Linked DNA regions of Anas platyrhynchos: region 1 is linked to region 2. A link is a contact called in public Hi-C data. All regions are on one chromosome and are shown on one strand. The core of a region is the stretch at or near the end of the contact, and the rest is flanking DNA. Distances in the headings are between cores, read along the strand shown.

Evidence for each region. Hi-C and Micro-C count contacts between places; a contact is called where the count stands out from the background.
Region 1: a Hi-C map of subcutaneous adipose tissue shows a contact between it and region 2, with 1.8 times the contacts expected there. The contact joins the promoter of DNAI7 here to the enhancer-like site in region 2. A contact is called at or near these places in 2 of 8 Hi-C or Micro-C datasets (liver and subcutaneous adipose tissue).

Annotation. Positions count from the first base shown.
Region 1 is chr1:75,777,150-75,782,929 of IASCAAS_PekinDuck_T2T, forward strand. DNAI7 (dynein axonemal intermediate chain 7) reads left to right here and starts at 3,211. Exons shown (of 16, transcript XM_027450000.2): 1 at 3,211-3,308; 2 at 3,787-3,807. The coding sequence starts at 3,306. It overlaps ETFRF1 (electron transfer flavoprotein regulatory factor 1), which reads right to left and starts at 3,291. Exons shown (of 7, transcript XR_011811217.1): 1 at 3,161-3,291; 2 at 2,930-3,030; 3 at 2,625-2,840; 4 at 1,796-1,842. It overlaps KRAS (KRAS proto-oncogene, GTPase), which reads left to right. Exons shown (of 7, transcript XM_027450007.3): 7 at 1-960.
Region 2 is chr1:75,712,651-75,718,594 of IASCAAS_PekinDuck_T2T, forward strand. No RefSeq gene overlaps it. Among named protein-coding and RNA genes, the nearest start is that of KRAS, 36 kb to the right of the region's middle. Within about 2 kb of position 1,776, at least 7 of the 8 cell types and tissues checked have an H3K27ac peak or open chromatin away from gene starts, as enhancers often do. A contact at or near this core is called in subcutaneous adipose tissue, where this site is marked.

The DNA.
Region 1 (5,780 bases), core at 1,961-4,460, 66 kb after region 2:
GCTCATCCTTGCCACTGTTGTGCAGTTTTGTCTTCTTATTTGTAAAGATTTGGTGAAGCATGTTGGATTGCAGCTTGCACACGTTGATCTCATAATTATTCTGTCTTTTCCCTATTTGAAATGCTTTCAAAAAACATACCTGGATGTACTATCATTTCTGATAGTAACTGCTAAATAAACATGTGAATCACTTACCATGTTAATACATTAAATTGCCATGTGTCAGGGAGTAACACCTTATGGTAGCTTTATGTAACACCAGTAAACAACTTTATCATTGGTTTTCTCAGAACTGAAAATTATTTTAACCAGTCTCATTGCCCTAAATTTTTTCCCTAACTTAAGAAAAAAAAAAGTTACACTGCATAGAATTTGTTACAATAACAGGATCTCTGTCATGGGTAAATCCTGACACACAATCTTCTACTCTTTGCTTTATAAAGCAATACAATTATTACCTTCAAAGACCATCAAACTGCATACAAATCATTTTGTCTGAAGTTTACATAAAGCTACATAGATGGTAAATCTTTCCTAACATTTCTTTATTCCACTGTCTCGTGTTTTCATGTTGAAAATACTTCTGCTTTTTCCTCTTGAGTGCCAACTTCTTACTAGAATGACTTCTTAATGTAATATGTTTACCTGGAATGTATTTTAACTATTTTTGTATAGTGTAAACTGAAACATGCACATTTTGTACATTGTGCTTTATTTGATGTGGAACATATGCAGTGTGATCCAGTTTTTCCATCATTTGGTTGTGTGACCGGAATGTTGGTCGTACCAGATACTAAGTTTAAAAAAAAAAAAAAAAAAAAAGACCACTGTTTGTTTTAAAATTTTTAATGTTTTTAGGAGTATGTGCTGTGAAGTGATCTGGAATTTGTCATTTTTTTTGTCAAACTGTACTGCTCCTATTTATTGTAATGTAATAAAAAAAATAATAGGTATTGTGAATTTCTGTCCCTGTTTGCTTTTCTCTCCAAGAATTTCAGTTCATCATCTTTGTGATGGGGTAACCCATGAATTGCATGTGTTCGACGATTGTTTTCAGTTTATTTCTTGTACTTCTCATTGCCTGTCATAAAGTGGTTGTCTTTTCCCAGTGGTGTTCGCTTCCTCTTGAGAGGGGCTGCAGCACTCTGACAAAATGCTTTGTAATACTGATCCCTCTAGCGGTCTCTGCTATTTTTGCATCCTGTTCTCTGAGCAGAGCCTTGTGAGGTTGCACATCTTGTTCCTTTTTTCTGGAATTAAAGGGCTATTAACTCCCAGCCATGCCCAGAGACCTTGCTTTTGTTAGTCATAACAGCAGACTCGATTCAAATTTGTCTACAAGTCTAAAATATGAGCTGTGCTCATTCCCAGCTGTGCATGTTTTCTTCTATCAAATGCCTTTTGTAAACTTAAGAGAAAATACAAAAGACACTCCTGTGTCCTATGAGGGGAACAAAGTGTAGAAGTGCTACCGTTCTACAACTTGCACATTCACCCTTCTTAGTTATCCCATCTGGATAATCTTTTACCAGTTACCAAGAAGGGTAAGTTGAATGTTGCATGTAGAGGTTATTTGTTCAGGATAGTTTTAAGTGCAACATGTTGTAAAGGAGTTAGTAAATTATATGGGAATACTTCTTCAAATCAACATGGTGCTACAAACTGAAGCACATACTTCATCTTAAGGTAGCATACCTTCTAATTGGCCTTATTTATTTATTTTTTTACTTTTCTGGACTTTATGCAGGTATAGACTGTTGCTATTGTCAGCAGTTCTACTGCAGTGAGTACTTACCTATATTTCAAAGATTATTTCTGTTCCATCTCCAGTGTAATTTAGTTCTGTGGGGAAAAAAAAACGAAAACAACCACACCACAGTATATACAGAGTAACAGTTATGGCACAAGTTTGTGCTAGCTGAGCCAAAGTCTACAAAGAATTAGCTGTGGATCAAACAGCCAGGGTCAAACTTCTCTTCCAGAGGAGAGGATCAAGTTCTAAACTCCTGCTACAGGAGTTATGCAACCTCAGAAATCAGCAGTAGGCGCAGGAATTGTCTGTAGGATCTAAGTACTTAAACCGTTGTTGTTCTACTCCATCCCCTTCCCAGAGTGTTCTCTGTAATGCTACCTCTGTTAGCCTGCTGAAGGGAGTCTTGCACATGAAGCAGATGTAGCTAAAACTTTTGAGAACTTCCTCCCTTTCAAGCAGGTGCTCAGTTACGGTGGCAATGATGCTTTAAATGTACAAGCCTTGAAAAAGCAGATTAATCCTCTAAGTAACAAGAGGCATGCAGCATCTCAAATAATCAGCATTCCAACACTCAGCTGATCACCAGCTAACTGTTCAGCACATACACTGAAATATAACAGAAGCACATTGCCGCTGCTCCCTGCAGAACTATTTTCATACGTGAAGTTTCAGATCAAGGAGGTCAAAGCTACTCAAGAAGAACCTGCTACCCACACAATACGACCCCCTGATCTTTCAAGCACCTACTTAAGGGTAAGCAAAGTCATAATTTGTACTTCAGACGGGTTGGAAGGGTCTACATTTCTTTTGAGGTTACAGTTCTTTTATTGATTGCTTTTATGGATTTGTAGCATTACATAGTCATTAATACCGGTTACTCCTTGTCATCATAGTAGCGCTGTTTCATTGCTCTGTATTTTCTGAGGAAGTACAAAGCCTCCAACTCTTTTATCACAAATTCTCCTCGGGCAATTAGCTGTTTGATTTTTTCGGGATCTTTCACATCTTTATTTTTTAGAAAAGCTGCTTTCAAACGGCTTCTAAAGTAGTCTGCTCCCTTGGGGTACTCCCTTCCGAGGTACAGCAGCTTGAGGGAAGAAGAAAAAACTCCTTTTAGACAGGCTTCCAGTTAACAGGGCTTTGTCCGGTTAAGCTCGGCGCATGTAAAGCACTTACGTTTTTGTAAAGATTCAGCACTTCCCCTCGTAACGAGCTGGCCATTCTCCCATTTCCCCGAACTCTGCAGCCCTGCGTGATTGCTTGCGTCTTTAATTTACCTGAAGAACAATCAGTTTGCTGTTAGCCTTCTGTGGAAGTCCGTAAATCCCGGTCCAGCCTCCTGTAAGCCATTACGGTTTGGCCGTTTACAGTTCTTACCCAGACGGGGCTATTTGCGGGGGCACTTACTGGGTCCCCCGGTGCGGAGGGGAAGGTCAGGGGCTCCCCGGCCGCGCGCCCTGTCGTAACAGCGCGCCGCTTCACGGCAGGGCCGCACGGCGCGGCACCGCCCCGCCGCTGGGCGCCGCCGTCACCCCGGCAACGCGGCGGAGACATGGTGAGGGCGGGCGGCCTGCTCTTCGTGTCGCCCCCTGTCGCGCCATCTCTCCGCCTGTCGCCGACTGCGGACGGCCCTGAGCAGCCTCGGCTGCCGCGGGGTGTCCCCGTGAGGGAAGGGGGTCAGGCCGTGGTGGTCGCGGCGCGGCGCGGGTTATCGTTGGGGCTGTCGGCAGCGCCAGGTGGCCGGCTCAGAAACCGCTGAAAGCCTCTTGCTTTTGGACTAAAATAGTGCTCTGGGCTAAGCTGCCTGCTTGGTGCGTGTCTAACAGGAATATACAGCTGTAGCCCGAGAGTTAATTATGCTGGGCTGGAATCGTGTTAGCAGCGAATTGTCCCCGATACTGAAATTATCATCCATTCTTGGCAGGCAGTCTCAGCGTGCTTTACAGAGTAACTGGCTTTTCTAATGATTTGTGATGTTCTATACCCTGATCTCTGATGCTTTTTTTTTTTTTTTTCCTTCCCTCAACTTCTAGGGTCCAAAAAAGAATAAAAAGGTGGGTAGGTAAAGTTATGCTCTATTTCATATAAAACACTTCGGACCTTGCAGTGCTCATTTCAGTGGTGTGCTGTTATTTCCTGTTGTTTTGTAAATTCAGTGAGTAAAATGTCTAAGTGTTTCATGCTGAAATTAAAGTAAGCATCAGATATTTTTGAACTTTACATCAACAAAATATTTTTAAGCTGTTCTGCAATAATAAAGGTGCTGTGACAATAGTATGCTCTTTAAAATTGATTTATTTCTTTTTTGAACCCTATTTCCTGGCCAGTTGGTCAGATGGAAAGAGGGTCAGGTGCCTCCGTGACACTCCGCATGTGCACATTGCACAAGGAGGCGGCGTAGCACACCTGCTGAACTGCTAAGGAAGAGGGGGCAAATTTGGCCCAGGTACAGCATTTGTCTTGGTACTTGATGGCAGGGCAGCAAGCCGGTGTCCTGGCTTTCAGGCCACTGAGCTTGATGCATAGGGGGGATGGACAACAGACAGAAGTCCACAGGAGGTGGGATTTTGTTAGTTCGTGTCCATTGCTCATTCTCAGTTGCAATGAAAATGAAACTATACCCACCCCCAGAAAGAACACATCCAAATGTGTTCTTTGGGGAATTGCACATCTCACATTTGTCAGTACTAGATTAAGTCATAAGATTGTGAAAGCAAGTTGACTAAAAGTGATTATAAGTAATTGAAGCAAGATGATCTTTTCATTTTCACTGGAAGGAAAGATATTTGGATTTTATTTTATTTTATTTTATTTTATTTTATTTTATTTCAATTGGAAGGAACTGACCCTTCTATGAAATTGCAAAAGGTAGAATCACGTTTTTTGTTGACTGTTGTAGAAGAGTTTTTGCAAATAAATGTTTTGGTAACAAATACGGCAAGATGTGATGCTAACTGCTGACTGTATGTTTGTTGTTGGAACTAAACTTTCACCATTGTTTTTGTTCAAGCTTCATGGTAAACTTTGTGTTCAAAACTATGTTTGTGCATTTATTTATTGCTGTGCAAAGTAATATAAATTGAGTAGCTTTCCAAGCAGTTATTTGTTTCTGAAAATATACTTGTCAAAATCAAAGCGCGACATTACAGTATTGAGGACACACTTTCTGTGTGCTGAATGACAAAGGTGTTCCTTGTTTATGTCTTAAATAAATTGGTTTGCTTTTAACAATATTTACCATACTAAAAGAATACTCAGGTGGAATGGGTGGAAAGAGTTCATGTGCCATCGTGTTCATTTGCAGGTGTTTGGACTTAAGTTTTCATTTGGTCTTCCTCCCTGTTAGTGGTGTTGGATCTCTTTCTCTATTTCTCTGTTTACACCTCTGCAAGAAGGGTGCTGTGCTGATCTGGTACAATTCTGCACCCATTTCTCAGCTGAAAAGGAGAATTGCATTCCTAATAGATACCTTTGGTCCTTAGGTCTCCTGTACATTGTGATACCATCCAAGTATATTCACTTGCTGATGCTTTGGATGACAGTCATACTGGTTTAGGCATTTTACCTTCCCAGATTGAATCCTTGTAAGCCCTTGTCTCTCACCAGTGAGTATGAGGATTTAGGATCCTAATTTCAGCTCTCGAAAATACAACATCAAGGTCAGATGTCTAAATAGATGATGTGTCTCCTTTTTCACATTACCACATCTACTGAACTCATTTACATTCCATATTTTCTCTGCTTTGAAAAATTAAATGCATGATTTCATTTAATTTCTTTTCAGTGGCGTTTCAGCAGCAGAATGCCATTGTTCAGCCAGTACACAAAACACAAGTCATTTGTCTTCCTGCTATCTTGTATTTTGTCATCTGTAGCTTTGCTTTCAACCTTTGTTTAGCCTGCTGTCACTCCTTGTTTTCTCCATACATTGGACACTATGCAGAATACTCTTTCTTTTCCTCACGTATGCAAAAAAAAAAATCTGCTCCACTAAAGCAATACTGTTGGCTGTGAATTCATATTGCAG
Region 2 (5,944 bases), core at 526-3,025:
TATTTGCCTTCTGGAGGAAAACTGGAGATGTGATGACTGCACTACTTGTGCAAACACACCTCGCCACACCACCAAGCCGATGCTGCAGTGCTGCAAACAGCCCCGGTGGCACGCTGCAGCCTTGCTGGGGCTGTCGCACATTGGCAGAGCAGGGCAAGGTGGGAGCTACAGCCCTTCCCTGAGTGCTGCATGCACCGTCACCTCCGTCATTGATGGCCTCTTGCGAATCAAAACTGCTTCTTTAGGATGCAGCAATGGCTTGCTTTGGCAGACAAGAACTACAGTGTATGGGCTTCTCTCCCTGCCAGCCGAAATGGCAAAGCCAGGGCAGGGAAAAAAGTGCAGGCAGAAGACACGAGCTGCTGCCAGAAGTTGCACATACACAGTGGTGCACCCATTTTCTGCCTTTTTTCAGAGCCATACCATGTCAGTCAGCAGTACAACTCCGACTTGTGGCCTGCAGTTGTCAATTCTCTTTTTCTTTCCTTTTTCTTTTCACTCTGCTTCCTTCCTTCTCTCACTGAACAAGCCCTCCGATGGCCCATCCAGCTTGGCTGCGGTGTGTCCAGGTTGTGGCGGCAGCAGCCGCTCAGCTGCTGCACGGTGCTGCGCATGTCTGGATGTGTTTAAATAAAGCTGTGTTTAATTACAGCTGCTCAAAAATTAAAAGTGAATTTAAGATCATGCTCAAAACCACATCAGCTCCTCAGGCAGATCTGGGTCAGCACAGCTGGAGTGAAATTGCCAGGAAGTGCAGCACGCAGGTGGGGAGCGTGCTGACTCCTTTGGTGCGGCAATGCTGTCGACACCGAGAGTGCAGAAATCCTGAGCTCCACTGTTTGTGCAGCAACGTTCTGGCATGTTTTGCACCAGAATTTTATTGTTTTCTCCCTGCCCCTCTTCCCTTTTAGCTGCCCTCGTTTGTCTTCCTGCCTGGACACAAGATCCAGAAGTGTCCCCCTTACCTTCAGGGAAAGCCAAGATGCTCTTACAAGCACACGAGGTAGGTGCCATAAGTCTGAGGAAAACACTGGATATCTGAGCCCTGTGATGAATTCCCACATTCTGACAATTCCCAGTCACTTTGCTAAGTGCTAAGAAGATGAAAATAAAAGGCAAGCACCTGCACCCCCGCCTACTTTGGCCTGAGGAATTCAGCAGCACAGGGAGTGCTCCTTCAGTGGGTGACGGAGGGAGGGCCTGTGCCCAGCAGAGAAACAGGGGCAGCGGTGGAAATTCTGGGAGTTGTCGAGATTCCAGACCTTTGCGCAAAGGAATCTCAGCGTTTTCTCACATTATTTCTCACAGGAGCAGCGCTCCTCACACAGGGGCCGCATTTTGCTCCTGCAAAGCACCCTCATGATCTTTCACACAGCTACTGCTTCCAGAGTGGGGCTTCTTTGTCAGGGGTGATGGGGCTGCCCCGGTGAAGGCCCAGCACCCAGTGCTACATGAAGCAGCTCTGTGCTGCGGGAAGCGGGTGCTGGCAGCATCCTGCACGGATGTCCTGGGCTTCCCCCTCTCGCCCCGCTGCCTCCGGCACTTCCAGCTCCACGCTCCCTCCCCTCGTTGTCAGCCACTGACCCTAGCATGACACACTACTGACGTCCACAGTTTCAAGGGCCTTGTTTGTCTTTCCCACCCCACCTAATTCCAGAAATATGCCAGCGGGAGCGCGAAATGTGCTCCTTTCAGCCCGGCTCTGAACCCTCTGCACGCTGTTTGCTGGAGGAGGCAGGGTGGTGCTTTCTGGCCTCCTCTCGCGGCCAGCTGCACACCCCACGCGGAGCCAGGGACTCAAGCAGCCTCAGACACACTGACACAGCTTGAGCATTTGCTGGTAACGTGCAAAAGCGATAAAATGCAATGAGCCATGCAGGGCAGCACAATGCAACATGAAGCTGCACAGAGCAGTGCTGGGCAAAGCAAGGCACGGCAAGGCAGTGCAGTGCAGCACAATAGAATGCAATGTGATGCAGTGCAGTGCAGTGCAGTGCCGTGCAGTGCCGTGCCGTGCCGCGCCGTGCAGCGAGCCAAGCGCCAGGCGCCGCCGCCCCGGCGGGAAATGGGTCACGGCGCGCTTGCACAACTCGCGCCCCGCCCCCACGTGACCCGGAGGCCCCGCCTCCTGCATATGCAAATCAGCCGGGCGGCGACGGCCAATGGGGAGGCGGCTGGTGCCGTTGTATTTATAGACGCTATTTAAAGAGCCCCTGGGAGGTGCCGCACAGCGCTGGGCGGCGGCGGCGGCGGTGGCGGCGGGGCACGTGCGATCGGGAGGGGGCGGGGGGGCTGCCCGCGAGCCGTTGGAGCCGTTACGGCCGTTACAGCCGTTGAGGTGCGCCCGGCCGCCCCGCAGCGCGAGGTGCCGAGGCTGAAACAGTCCGGGCGCTCTCAGTTCAAAAAATAAAGTCGCTTCTGTCAGGGCTGGCTTGTGGGTCCGGGTTGCTTTTCCGTTCTATTTTTCGTTGTTGTTTTATTGGGACTTTGCGCCCAGGTGTGGCGCCTTAGGAGTGCCTGAGGTCCCGGGGCTGGTGCGTGCGTCTGCTCCAGGCGGTAACGAAGCGGCAGGGTTTTGTAACCGCCTCGCGCTGACATAAGCGGTGAGGTAAGGCGGCGGTGACTCCGAGCCCGTCTCGCAAGCCTGCCCTTACACGAGTCCTCTCTGAGGAAATGGGACCCGAGGAGTCCCCTGTCAGAATGCACAGGCTTGCTGAGAGTCACCGAGTTGCTGCTCTTTCCAGTACAATTTCCCCCTTGTGCAGTGTTGGATTCACAGCATCCAGCGCTGTTGAAATCAGTAGCGTTTACCCCTTTGCTCAGAGACCCAGCCCTCTGTAGCTGTGCGTGTCTTCATGCAGACCCACCGCACATGGCTGCTTGCCTCACGATACCGTTGAGCACTGACTGTAATAAGAATTGCAAATGTCTCTTTTTGTGCTTTAAAAAAAGCCTCAGCAACATGCCTTTTGGCAAGGCAGCACGCTCACTGCTAGTGGGTTTGAGAGGAGATGCTTTAGTTCTTAAGGTTAGGCACACTTCCCACCAGAGGCAGGCGGATAGGTTTCCCTCTGGCTTTTATTAGCAACCAGGAAAGAAAGAAGGAAACAAAACAAACAAACAAACAAAAAAGCATTAAAATAAATAAGTAAATAGCACACACACACACACACCGAACCTACCTCTGTGTAGAGCTGACTGACTGCAGGACTCCCAATAGCCTGAAATTTGTGCTGCTAGTTCCCAACAAACAATTTACCTCAATGGTACTGTGAGTGTGCAGATTGACTTGACCCCTGTTTATCAGCGCATGGCAGTAGTTTCCAGGATAAAGCGTAAGTGGATCTGGGAAAGGGAAAGACGCTGTGAGTAAATCAGTAAAAAGAGCAACAGATTTCTCATTCTTGTGCTCTTAAAAGTAAATCATTCAATCCATTCAATCAGCACAAAGACTTGCTGATTTTAGCAGTCTTTGGGTCAGGCCCTTGCAGAACCTGTATGCTAAAATGCTGTGGTGGGTAAGTACGTCTTACAAGGCTTTTTGAAATGCTCAGGCTGCCAATTTCCTTTTTTGTTAAGGATCTCATCACTGCCACAGTGGGAGAGAAGACGAAACATATTTCATAGATGGAATGTGCTTCAAGCGAGCAGTTTCACTTGGGTTGTGGCTTTTTTCTGTTTATTCTAACCCTGCTACTTGCACTGTTGTTGGCATCCACTTGAAAATGACTGTGATGTCTACATTCAGTTTTAAAGCTGTGGGTTTTAATACACTCTGCAGTTTAAGTGAATTTACAGAAATTTATGTAGTGAACTTCTTGACCGTTTCAGTGTATGACATTGCCTCAGCCAGTAGTGCTGTGGCTTCTTCCTGCTCTGAATTGCATTTCACAATAAATGAAAGCGCAAACCAGCCAGATCCAAAAAGTTAAACTTGTGGAGTGTCACTGGCAAGCACCATCTGCCTAGCAGTCAACGTCTTGGTCACTAATACAAAGGATTCTCAGCCCCCACCCCTCGACTCTGTACGTACAAAGAAACAAACCACTTCCAGATTTAAAATGATCAGATACCGGAGGTGGGTGGGAGGATGGAGGCTTTTGTGAGCACAGAAGCTTTCACGTGATGGGGCTGGGGAGCAGGGACAGCCGCGCTTAGCAGTCCCCTGTGGCTACTGAGCAGAAGGCTCATCCTGAGGGGCAGGATCAGGTGGAGAGGCAGGGCGTGAGCTGGCAGAGGAGAGGAAAACAAGCCCCATCTGTACCGTGTAGCCTGTGAAGAGTTCCTGCCTTGCTGGAAGGTTCGTACATTTCAATCCAGCAACCCCCAGCGTGTGCTGTCAGGGGCTCACGCTTGTCACTTAGCAGCCTGAGCTGGGGTGCAGTGCTGAAATCCCTCTCTCTTACGCCTACTTACCTGTGTTTATTTGTCTGCCTGTTGTTATACTGAAGACTCAATCTAGTTATCAGCTCTGATTCAATTTGGGGGATTTTTTTTGAATTTTTTTTTATCACTACCCCTGAAAGCTGAGTATCATCAATGTAGCCTCGGGCTATCAGCGTCCTGTCACCAGGCGTGCAACAGCCCCATGGGTACAAAATCCCCCCCGAGCTTTGCGAACAGAATACAGCCGGTTACCATAATTGTGTCCACACTGGCACTTGTGCCAATGAACCTCTTTGATGGAGATACTGAACATGAATGAAGTAATTACAGCATTCGTAACTACTTGTGTTTTGTTTCCTTGCAAATGTTTCTCAAAGGCCTGAGTTAGGGATTCTCTCAGTGTGGAAATGGTCTGTCTTGGGCTTCGTTGGCAGGATTAAAGCAGTGCGGAGCCTGTGGCACAGTTACTGTTACGCCGGTGTTTCCTATTCATAGTTACTTTCATAGATCAACACAAAATAAACCCAACTCTTTGCAGTTGGTGGCTATGTGGCAGGGACTGTGGCTGCAATGGCTTTTTGGCGCCAGGAGGGATCCGACCCATTGCTGCCCTTTGCTACCAGTCATGATGGTGGGGGACCTTGCTCCGGCCCTGACTCTTGCTGTCTCCTGCTTGAAGCTGGCCCAATTCACTGACACAGCAGAAGACTAGTACCAGTGGTAATGATTGAGAAAAGTGGCAAGTTCTCTCCTAGATGAATGGGCTGAATTATTTCCTTTGTGTTTCGATGAGCAATAGAGAGCTCAAGGGGCCATGCAGGGCAGCCCAGGGAGGGAGAACTGGAAGCAGTGCCTCTTTTGGAGGCCACGAGCTGCTAGGTGGGTGCAGGATGAGGTGGGATGGTGCAGCTAAGACATTTTTGCTACTGGAATTGCTGCATTTGCTGTCTCAGTGTAGTTATTTCAGTAAGGCTGTAGAAAGATGTCACGTTCCACATGCAGCTTTTTGGACATTTGTAATTGTCTCCTGGAGGAAGACTGCTGTTCCCATCGAGCTGCTTAGTCTGTGGGAGCACGTCCTAATTCCTTGCCAGGCAGAAATCAGGCAGGCTGGTCTGCATGGTAGCAATAACTGGCCTGAGCTTGTCTGAAGTGAAAGGAGGAGCGCTCGCTGGAACTGCTCCACAGGCAGTTAGATGAGGCCAACAACCAGCAGAGGGGCTCGGGGTGGTAACAGATTTTACCAGCACAGCCAGACTCAGAAGATGACGTGTGTTCACAGCCAAAAAAAATCATCTCTAGATCCAAAATACATCATACCCTTACAAAAAGGAGTATTTAAGCCTTCTTTCGGGTAGCACTTGGACTACTTTAATGTACTTTTTTCAGCCTTTAAGTTGCACCAGTGTTTCAGTCCTTACACCAACTTGAGTCATGTCTATCAGTCATGGGTCAGGGCATTTGAGCTTGTGAAAAGGAGTCAGAGTGCAGAAAAAGGACTTTGAATTGTGAGTTTGGCTTGCCATCTGCCCAACAGGCTAAAGGAAGTGAAGGAGAA